Linked DNA regions of Sus scrofa: region 2 is linked to region 1. Evidence: chromatin contacts called from public Hi-C data. All regions are on one chromosome and are shown on one strand. Each heading gives the region's core, a stretch centred on a gene start, on an enhancer-like site or on the middle of the called end of the contact. The rest is flanking DNA. Distances are from core to core; before and after follow the strand shown. Region 1 holds the start of OGFOD3 (2-oxoglutarate and iron-dependent oxygenase domain-containing protein 3). Region 2 holds the start of CCDC57 (coiled-coil domain-containing protein 57).

What was found. A called contact is a pair of places that touch in the nucleus more often than the background predicts.
Region 2: a contact with region 1 is called in a Hi-C map of heart right ventricle, with 4 times the contacts expected there. The contact joins the promoter of CCDC57 here to the promoter of OGFOD3 in region 1. A contact is called at or near these places in 3 of 47 Hi-C or Micro-C datasets (embryonic fibroblasts, heart right ventricle and subcutaneous adipose tissue).

What each region holds. Positions count from the first base shown.
Region 1 is chr12:674,547-679,807 of Sscrofa11.1, forward strand. OGFOD3 (2-oxoglutarate and iron-dependent oxygenase domain-containing protein 3) reads left to right here and starts at 2,600. Exons shown (of 9, transcript XM_003357915.5): 1 at 2,600-2,806; 2 at 4,566-4,786. The coding sequence starts at 2,733. HEXDC (hexosaminidase D) reads right to left here and starts at 3,407. Exons shown (of 13, transcript XM_021066340.1): 1 at 3,187-3,407; 2 at 1,585-1,633. The coding sequence starts at 3,241.
Region 2 is chr12:816,520-821,780 of Sscrofa11.1, forward strand. CCDC57 (coiled-coil domain-containing protein 57) reads left to right here and starts at 2,815. Exons shown (of 21, transcript XM_021066370.1): 1 at 2,815-3,611. The coding sequence starts at 2,987.

The sequences.
Region 1 (5,261 bases), core at 1,350-3,849:
CTAGGAGGAAACGCTTTTCACCAACAGGAAATGACATCAAGATGTTTGTGTCCACGTTCAAATACAGGGACCTCTGCCATTTAGTTGCGATCGGTCCCTGAAAACGGAATAGCACCGGTTTCCTTATAAAATGGCATAACATGTAATAACACGAGTGACTGAAAAATGAATTCTTGCTTATTTTTTTGTTTCTTGGGGGGGGTTTTGGCTGCGCCCACAGCAGGTGGAACCTCCCAGGCCAGGGACCGAACATGAGCCACAGCAGTGGCAATGCCGGATCCTGAACCTGCTAGGCCACCAGGGAAGCCCCCTTTCATGTTTTAAAGACCTTTTCCTGCATATACAAACCGTATCTACTACGCCAGTGAAAACAGACGAACATTGTTTAAACATTTCTCAGGCCCCACAATGCGATGTTTCTATAGAAAATTTATCCTCATTTTTACTCTATTTTGAATAGTGTTAAAAATAACTTCTGTTTCTAGAACTTGAGTCAGCTTGGTTGTACGGAGAAAGAAACTGCAAAAATTTATCTTAGGTCAGAGAAAAAAGTCTAGGATTCAAAATAGACCATTGATAATGTGACAAACAAATGAGTCCCAAGATTTGTCCGTGCTGACTAGTGTACATTAAAGGAAGTATCCCTAGGATACCTAAGCAAAGCAGCTGGGAAACAAGGACTTCTTCTTTCCCGTCACTAAACACAAAGGATTAGATGAGAAAAAGAAAGAAAGTCGTTGTATATTGGTCACATATTCAACTCAGTAATTCAAACTACTCATTCTGTGCAAGAATTCATAAATCCCTGACCTTAATACAGCAAGAAGATAACATAATGCACACAGAAATGAATCCGTTGGATTTTTTTTTTTAATTTTATGGCTGCACCCACATCATATGGAAGTTCCTGGGTCACGGATTGAATCCGAGCCACAGCTGCAGCAACGCCAGATCCTTTAACCCACTGAGCATGCCAGGGGTTGAACCTGCCTCTCCGCAGCTACCCAAGCCGCTGCAGTAGAAATTTCTAACCTGCTGCGTCAGGGCAGGAACTCCAGTTTAATTAAAAAAAAAAAAATTTGCATTCAAGATAATCTCAATGAGAAAATTCTTAAGTCAACTAAATTATGAGCTGAGGACTGAATGAATTTAAGACAAAGCACTTTAAAAAGCTGCAACGTTTTGAGGATGAACTGTTTTACTTTTTAAAAAACCAAATCTATTTTCCAGGGAATCAAATTAAAAGGAAAACATGCGAGCTAAGAAGTTTTTTTTGGTTTTTTTTTTTTGTCTTTTTACGGTCACGCCCGGGGCATATGGAGGTTCCCAGGCTAGGAGGCTGATTCAGAGCTGTAGCTGCTGGCCTACGCCACAGCCATGGCAACGACGGATCCTTAACCCACTGAGCGAGGCCAGTGATTGAACCTGCGTCCTCATGGATACTAGTCAGTCGTTTTCGCTGAGCCGCAATGGGAACTCCCGAGCTGAGAAGTCTGCATGCCTGCCCTGTGAGCCTCCTCGGGTTCAGAGAGAAATCCTGTCATTCCTGCAGCCCCGGGGTAGCAATGAACGCAGACGTCTTACCTGCAGCAGATGCACTTGGAATTGTTTACCAGCGTGAGGTGCTGCAAACCTAGAGGAAGAGGGAGAAGTCAGTACTCCATCTTCTGTGTGTGTGGCTCCATTGCTTTGAGTCCCTCCTCCATGAGTTCTACAGAAATGAAACTATTTCAAAGACTTGTCAACTGTCACCCCTGTTCTTAGACGACCCGCTAGGCCCACAACTGTCCCTTCTAGGTAAGTTGCCATGAGATGGCGTCTGATTGCCCCAGTTTCAGGACTGCTGGGCTGATCTCTTTTCTTGTCCAATGAGTCTAAGAAGGTTTTCTTTTCCCCCTGTACCAGTAAACTACTCACCTTCTTCAGACTTAACCTTCATGAATGAACCTCCCTGCTAATTCCACTCTTTCAGAATTTTAGGTATCCTGACAGGGCTCCTTAAGAGCTTACGTCTTGCCCACTGGATGGAAGGTTCTCTAGGGAAATTGAAAGCTGTAAACAAAGCAGCAGGTGAATTCCTGCTGCGGTGAAGTGGGTTAAGAATCCCACTGAAGTGGCTCCAAGGCTTCGGGTTTGATTCCATGCCCTGTGCAGTGGGTTAAAAGGGTCCTGCTTGCTGCAGGTAGGTCGCAGCTGCAGCTCGGATTCAGTCCCTGACCTGGGAATCCCCATATGCCATAAAATTGGGTGCAGCCATAAAATTAAAAAACAAACACAAACCCAAAGCAGCAAGTCCTTAGAGATGCAGGTGTACAAAGCACCAAATGGGTACAGGGTCCTCAGATGCGGCACGGGCCCAGGGAGAGGGGCCTGGAAACCCTCCGGGAGAGGCCTGGAGACCCCTGGGGAGCTGGACCTGGACCGGAGACCCCGGGAGAGTGCGCACGGCAGGGCGAGGACACACTTCAGAGAAGGCTCAGAAGCTCGTCCGGTTCCGTGGAGCGGGCAGGTGTGCACTGCAGAGTGCGCGCCAGGTCGGCGTTCAGGTCCCCGCCCCGCACCGCTCGGCGCTCGGCCTCCGATTGCTCCGGCCTGACCAACAGGCCGGAGGTCGACAGCCGAGCGCGTCGCTCCGGGTCCGCGGCCGCGCCGGCCTCGCACTGCCTCTCGCGGCGCTCGTCCGGGCTCGTGGGGGATCCCGCGTTCCGCACAGCGCTGCGGCGGCCCGGCCAATGGCACCTCAGCGGAGGGGCGCGCCCAAGGGGCCCGAGGGCTGCGGGGCGGCGGAGCGCGGGCGCCCGAACAGGTACCGGGCAGCGGGGGGGAGCGCGCGGGCGGCCCGTGGGCGTGGCCAGGGCGGAGGGGCGGGGCCTTCCCGGCGGGTTGTGGGCGGGGCCTTCCCTGGGACGTCGCGGCGGCGTGGGTGTGGCCTTGCCGCCGGGGCGTGGCATGTCCTTGAGCGGACCGGGAGCCGAGAGGGGCGAGGCCTGGCCGGAGGGCGGGGGCTGCCCGTGGGGGGACCGTCCCTGACCGCTTTCCGCATGTGTATCGCGGGCTCCACGCCGCGCCTCCTGGACGGGGACAGCGGTCGTGAGGCCCCCCTCGTCTGGTCGCTGGGCTTTCCTTAGGGCTGTGCACACGAGGGTTCACCGATGGGTGGCCCGCTGAATGAATAAATGATCTCACCATAGCCTTGGAGAGGATTCTGCCGAAAGCTTTCAGAGCCAGGGCGTATCTTCATCCTTCCAGGATAAATCACCGCGTAGTCGTGCTTGCCCCAGGGGCCGTGGACCTTACTCCCAATTCCCTTCTGTTTTGGCAGAATTCTCAGGGTACAGCTTGAGCCCGCTAACCCTGAACAGGGCTGGGTTCTTGTTTTGAGGAGAGGCCCCACCCCCTCAGGGGGGTGTTGCATCCGAATCTGGCCCAGGAGGCTCTTCCCCCTCTCTTGTCTCCGCACCTCCCTCTCCAGGAGAACTGTAACACCCACAGCTTTGTACCTCTCCTTGGGGTTCCAGCCCTTGCCACTGAGATGGGGGGTGCCGTCCCTCTGCCTCCTTCGGAGTTCTTGGGAAAGAGAAGTGATGGGCCCGCTGGAGTTAGGTGTCCACCTTGTTCTAATAAGAGGAGGCCAGGTGGGCTGGAGGCTGGACGGCCGTTCCGTGGTGTGGGGATGGGGGAAGGGGTCTTCGGGAGCTGGGCATCCATGCTCCCCGTTTAAGAGGACCGGTATCTGTCCAGCATGGTCTGACTGAGCTGTGCGCCCCGTGGGACTCATTTAATTGGATTTCATGTGTTACTTATAGAGCAGTTAGAGGTGGGAGGGGCGTATAAAAATAGAAGGCAGCCTTCCTGCTTTTCAGGAATCGACCTTGCACTTGAAGGAACAAGGTGCACCTCCATAAAAGGATTCCCGGGTCGGCTTCTCATTTCTGCCCGTCTAAGCCCTACACATGTTTCTTGGGTAACAGAGCACACGAGTGCTCCGTGACACGAAGTGAGCACAGACACGCACGGTGTGCACCACACACACACACAGACACGCCCGCAACTTCCACGGGGCGGGGTGACTCCCGCAGTTAACCTGAGGGCACAGAAAGTGTCTTGGTGGCGAGTCATTCTGTCATACTTGTGTTCTCTTTCTGGCCGCCAGTGGTTTCGGTGAAACTGGTTTGACTCACATTTGACTTAGTTCGCATGGTGCGCGCACGCCGCTCCGGGACCCCACGCATGGGGCTGTATGGGGCCGTTTTTAGATGCAGGCAACCTGATTGGTGCCACAGACTGTGCAAGGACCCTCACACAGGTTCTCTGTGGGCCGGGCTGGGAGGGAGGGACACTGACGGGCATTTCACCTTGTTGCCCTCGGAGGTCACAGTGAACCCTGCCTCGTCATGGGGGTGCTGGGAAGTGCCCCTGGACGGACTGTGAGTGGCTCTGACCGTGGCCAGCATGGGGACACTTTAAGGCTGTGAGTGAGTGTGGCATGGCCTCTGGTGGTCGTGGTCTCCCCTTTCAGCCCCGGCAGGTGTGTCTGGGTGACCACAGCTGTCTTCTGTTCTCAGCACCAAGGGTGTCCGGGCACCGCGGGATGTGCGGAGGAAGTGGCTGCGAGTCGCCGTCCTGGGGGCCTGCACCACGCTGGCGGGGCTCCTGCTGTGGGGCCGCCTGGGGGCTGATGAGGATGGCATCGCCGAGGTGCTTGCTGGCCGCAGCGAGGTCCTGCCGGGCAGGTTCATCGAGGTGCCCTGCTCCGAGGACTATGACAGTCAGCGCAGGTTTGAAGGTACTCGATGCGGAGGTGACGGGGGAGAGGGCAGCGTGGTCACGCCTCTGGGAGTTCCCACTGTGGCTCAGCAGTAACGAACCCGACTAGTGTCCACGAGGACGCAGGTTCGATCCCTGGCCTTGCTCAGTGGGTTAAGGATCCCGCGTGGCTGTGGCTGAGGTGCAGGCCGGCAGCTGTAGCTCTGATTGGACCCCTAGCCTGGGAACCTCCATGTGCAGCAGGTGCGGCCCTAAAAAGACAAATAGTCATGATGATAATGTATCAACGTTGAGACCGGTTGGCCTTGTGTGGGAGGGTCTGGGCTTCCAGTGGGGAGGGCGGGAAAGGTCGGGAGGTGAAGGTCCTGGTCATTCAACAGCGAGGGTGTGGGTAACGCCGCAGCTGCTCCTCTAAAACGGTTCCAGGGGCAAACTGGAGGTTGTGTACATTTTTACGACACCCCTCAGATAGCTGGGTGTGGTTGAAGCCTCTG
Region 2 (5,261 bases), core at 1,565-4,064, 140 kb after region 1:
GTCCTGGTTTCTGCCCCCACAACCACCCAGCCTGCCCCCCGTGTCAGCGTTGGCTCTGGGCTTGGGCGCGGGGCCTGCTGATGGGCGCAGGCTGGTAGCTTCGGCCACGCCTGGACCCCAGCCTCGGGTTCCCCATCTGTGAGGTGACTCTGAGGGGGCGATGAGACAGGGCAGCAGGGCCCCCCAGGGCAAGCCGGGGAGGTCCCGGCCGGGCGCTGGGCCGCCGTCAGGGCTGCTGCGTGTTGCTGCTCCCGCACCAGCAGGAGCTGGCGGCCTGGGGCGCGCAGTCAGCCGGGTCCTGGCTACACCGGTCGCGAGGGGGCTGGGCAGGCCCTCAGCAGCCACTGTCCTGTCTCGCATCTGTGACGGTGACCTCAGGGTGGCCTGAGGGAGGCTGGCCTGGCCAAAGCCGCCTGACCGCCTCAGGGGTGGTCTCTTCCAGAGCATTCGGTCCCAGTGCCGTGGGGCGAGCTTCACGGCCGTGGGGCGACCCAGGTGGAGTCGGTGAGGCAGAGGTCACGCTGGAGCAGGGTGGGGACCTGCGTCCGTGGGAAAGAACATGCGAGACGGCAGGGGGGAGGGAGGCCGTGGGGTGACGCCTCTGCCGCTGAGGGAGGAGGCGGGTCAGGGTCCCAGCGGGGCCTTGGGCGGGACCAGAGCCCCACAGGCACCTTGACTGCGGCTTGTGGCCTCCAGAGCTGCTGCCTCAAGCCCTGGCCTGTGGTTCCTGTCACTGCTACCACAGGACAGACGCATGGCCAGCCAGCCCTGGGCATCGGGGGAGGGGGGGTGCGGCAGGCCGGCCGGAGGTCACCCGGCTTGCAGGGGGGCAGAGGGCATTCTGGGCAGAGCGGGAAGGGTGTGGGTCTGCCTGGACCCGTGTGGTGACAGGGCAGGGAGCCGGGCAGAGAGCAGTCAGAGCAGAAACGAGGGCCCACTGTGCGTTGCTGCCGGCCTTGGCCTTGTGGGCTCAGCGGACAGGAGCCCCTGATGGCCAGGGGGCCACTGGGTGGGAGGTCACTGAAGGCTGGTCAGGTGAGCGGGGTGTGAGGGGCCTGCCCGGGGACTGGGCAGTACAGAGGCGCCGGGCACTCAAGGCAGTGAGATGGGCAGAGACGGCCCATGCCAGGGCCTGGTGTCAGCATGTCCCTTCTCCACCCCCACTGGGCTCCTGGATGTGAGGCACAGGTAAGGGGCCGGGCTCCAGAGCCCCAGAACTCCAGATGGAAGACCTTGGAGGGGCTACGGGGCCGGCCAGGAGTGACGAGGCCCCTTGGAGGGTGGCGACCCCACCACCACCGCTGGTTCTGCTGTTCTGTGGCTGTGTGACGCCCGGGCGCAGGTGTGTGTGCCACATCTCTCTGGGCCTGGCCCCTCAGAAGCCTTAGGTGGGGCTAGGTGAGGGAGTCAGAGGTTCTGGGATGCTGGGCAGTTGAAGTGGTGGGAGCTGGCCCTGCCGCGGGAAGCAAGGCCACGCTCCACCTGGGCTACCCTTGGGATTCGTGCTAGGGTCGGAGTCTGGGTTGGCGTTAGTGGGGGCTTCTGCGGGGACAGGGCTCTGCTGGGGTGGGTCTCAGGGCATGGACGGTGAGGTACAGAGCCTGTGTTCATTGTTCCTGTTTATCTTTATTCAAAGGAGCACGTCCTCTGGCCCCTCGGCTTTGCATAGACACACCCCAGAGCCCCTTCCCCGGGGCTGAACCAGCCCTTGTGTAGCTTCTGATCCTCAAATCCATGGGCATCCACTGGGCGTTGTCCCTGCTTTATGAAGAAGCAGAGTCCCAGAAAGTTGTAATAAGGCTGAAGCAGAGCTAGGATTTAAAAAAATGTATTGGGAGTTCCCGTCATGGCGCAGCAGAAATGAATCCGACTAGGAACCACGAGGTTGTGGGTTCCATCCCTGGCCTCATTCAGTGGGTTAAGGATCTGACGTTGCTGTGGGCTGTGGTGTAGGTTGCAGACTCAGCTCGGATTCTGCGTGGCTGTGGCTGTGGCGTAGGCCAGCAGCTGTAGCTCTGATTCGACCCCTAGCCCGGGAACTTCTATATGCCGCTGGTGCGGCCCTAAAAGGCAAAAAAATAAAATTAAATTAAAGAAATGTTTACTATTGTTGATTTACCATGTTCCACCGATTTCTGCTGTACAGCAAGTGCCCAGTTATACGCATACATACATTCTTTTCCCACATTATCCTCCATCAGGTTCCGTCGCAAGTGATCAGATGCAGCTCCCTGTGCTGTGCAGCAGGATCTCATTGCTTATCCACTCCCAGTGCGACCGTTTGCATCTACTAACCCCAAACCCCCAGTCCCCGCCATCCCCTCCTCTTGGCAACCACAAGTAGAACTAGGACTCGAACCAGGACTGTCAGGCAGGTAACCAGGTCTGGAGGCAGCAAGGTTGCCCAGGGCCTGAAGGATGTAGGTTAAAGGTCGTGGGAACCTTTTGTGGCTCCTCCAGGCAGGCCGAGCTGTTTTCACCTGCTCTCTGCACCCATAGGCTCACACCTTCCACTTTCCACGGGTCTTGAATTATTGATCTGCCTGATATTTAATACCCCCTGGACTTCCCTCAAGAGCTGCCTCCTAAAGCAGAGCCGTTCTTACTGTCAGCCAGGTTGGGATGCTCATCCAGGAGTGGCAGGACCAGCTTGGGGACTGCCCTGGGCTGCCAGAAGGCTGCCAGGGTGGAGAAAACACCGTTGGAGAGGAGGGACTGGACCCAAGACTGTGTCCCCCCCCACCCCTCTGTGCCCATCCTTGCCCGGAGCCCTGTGGTGCCACTGGCGGGGAGGCTGAGCGTGGGTGTCTCCATTGGTTGGGACAGCTGCCTTCCCTTCAGCCTGGGTGGAACCTCGGATGCTGGGGAGGGTGTCCCTAAGCACGGGTGGGGGCCTTGGCGTAAAGTTTGCTTGTTGCCTCTGTGAGAGTTTTTTTTTTCTTTTTTTAACTCTTAATTGAACACATTAACACCAAACGCACAGGTTATGAGGGCACACAAACTCAAGAATCCAAACAAGCCAAGCACACTGTGCAACACAGCTCCGAACAAAGGGCATCCCCCGCTCTGCACCAGCGGCCAGCGGCCTCGCCCGGGATGCCGTGTCGGCCTCTTCTACGGCTGGAGGAGCCACGCTGCAGGGAGAGACGCCCCACGTCCTGTGGGCCCGGGCGTTCGCCCCGCGGTAACTGTGCTCCAGCCCACGTGCAGCCCCAGGACCCCCACGCCCCTCGCATCCCGGGCCCCACCGCTGCCAGGTCCAGTCCCGCCCCGCCCCGTCCGGAGCCACCAACAGCCCGGGGCTACGAGGCGGGCGGGATCGCGGAGTCCCGCTGGGCGAGGGAGGACCGTCCCTGCGAGGAGCCTCGGCCGCCGCCCGTCCACCCCAGGACCCCGGGCCCTGGATAGTCCGAGGCCTTCCTCCCTGGGCGGATCCGCCCGAGTCCGGTGGGAGGAGGGGGCGGGAGGAGCCCGGAACCCGGCGCCGGAGCTCGCGTTTCTGGCCGGCGGGACCCGAGCGCTGCACCGAGCGCGCCCGGACCTCGGCCGACGGACTCAGGTCACCATGGCAACGCGGCGGGACCAGAGGCTGCTCGCGGCTGGCGTTCCGGGTGAGGCGCGGGCGCGGGCGCGGGCGGTGCAGGGCTTGGGGGACCGCAGCGCGGGAGGGCGCGGCCTCTCGGGCCACCTGTTGCGGGTGTCGTGCTTTCCTTGGAAAACCGGAGTCGTGCCGGCCCACCGTGCGTGGCTGGGTGCGCGATTGGTGCTGGCCTGCGGAGCCCTGTTCACCGAGCTAGGGCTGTTCCCTGCTCATCTGTTCCCTGCAGCGCCCGGCCGGCCGCCGGGGTCGGGGCACTGGAGGCGTTCGTGGGCGTCGCGCTTTGTTTTGGGAACTCGCGGTTCCCTAACTCGCCCCTACCAGGTGCCTGAAGAGCGGGGCGCTGCGGAGCCGAGAGGCTTTGCCGGGTTCCGCAGCGGGTTCCGCAGCCGGTTCCGCAGCCGGCGAGCTCGGGTCCAAGGCCAGGCAGGCTGGTCCAGAGTGATTCTTTGTTATTTGAGACTCACATACAAGTTGCAAAAGTCTAAATATACAGGATTTATTCAAACTCAGCAGTTATCTTGCGACGACTTTACCTGTTTACAGAATCCAAGCTAGGACCATCCGTGTTTTCTTCGTTTTCTCATTCCTTAATCTGGAGCAGTTGCCCAGTCTTTCCTTGACCTTTATGAGTCAGTTGTCTCGCAGAATGCTCCTCACTTTGGGTTTATCAAAGTTCCCTTACGATAACTTGTATTTTTGGTGAGAAAAACCTTACCAGTGGAATGGTGTTTTCTCTGCACCCTCTCAGGAGGCACATGATGCCAGTTTGTCCTATTACTTCTTTTAAAATGATTTTTATTTTTCCCGTTATAGCTGGTTTACAGTGTTCTGTCAGTTTTCTACAGCACATCAAAGAGACCCAGTCACACACACATGTGTACTTTCTTTTTGTCACATTGTCCTCCATCCTAAGTGTCTAGATGTTCCTATTACTTCTGATACTAACTTTGGTCCTTTGTCCTAGGTGATATCTACAAGGTGTTTGCATCATTAAGCTTCCATTTCCCCCTTTATCTATAGTAAATATTTTGTGGGGAGATACTCTGAAACTATGTACATAGCTTGTTTCTAACCACACTGCCAGTCATCTGGAGGTGAGCATTTTCTGAAAAAAATTATAAATGTACTTGCCAGGCGATGATATTTCCATTCACATTATTTCTTCTGCTTTTATTAGTTGGAATCTTTTTCTTTTTTTTGTCTTTTTAGGGCCACACCCTCAGCGTGTGGAGGTTCCCAGGCTAGGGGTCAAATCGGAGCTACAGCTACCGGCCTGCACCACAGCCACAGCAATGCCAGATTTGAGCCACGTCTGCAACCTACACCACAGCTCACGGCAACGCCGGATCCTTCACCCACGGAGTGAGGCCAGGGATCAAACCCAAATCCTCATGGTTCCTAGTCAGGTTCATTTCCGCTGAGCCATGACAGGAACTCCTATTAGTGGGAATTCTACCGTAAGGACGAATCTTCCATGTTTTAATTTATTCAGTTGTTTATGTTGGTGTAGACATTTTAATTCTATGTTTGTTTCACAGGTTATAATCCATTCCTATCATTTATTTTGGTGCTCTTGTTGTCCAGATCTGGCCCGTTCTGTTTGGTTTTTATGTCCTTTTACCCTGTGTCCTTGTCCCCAACAGTTTGAGCACCTCCTCAT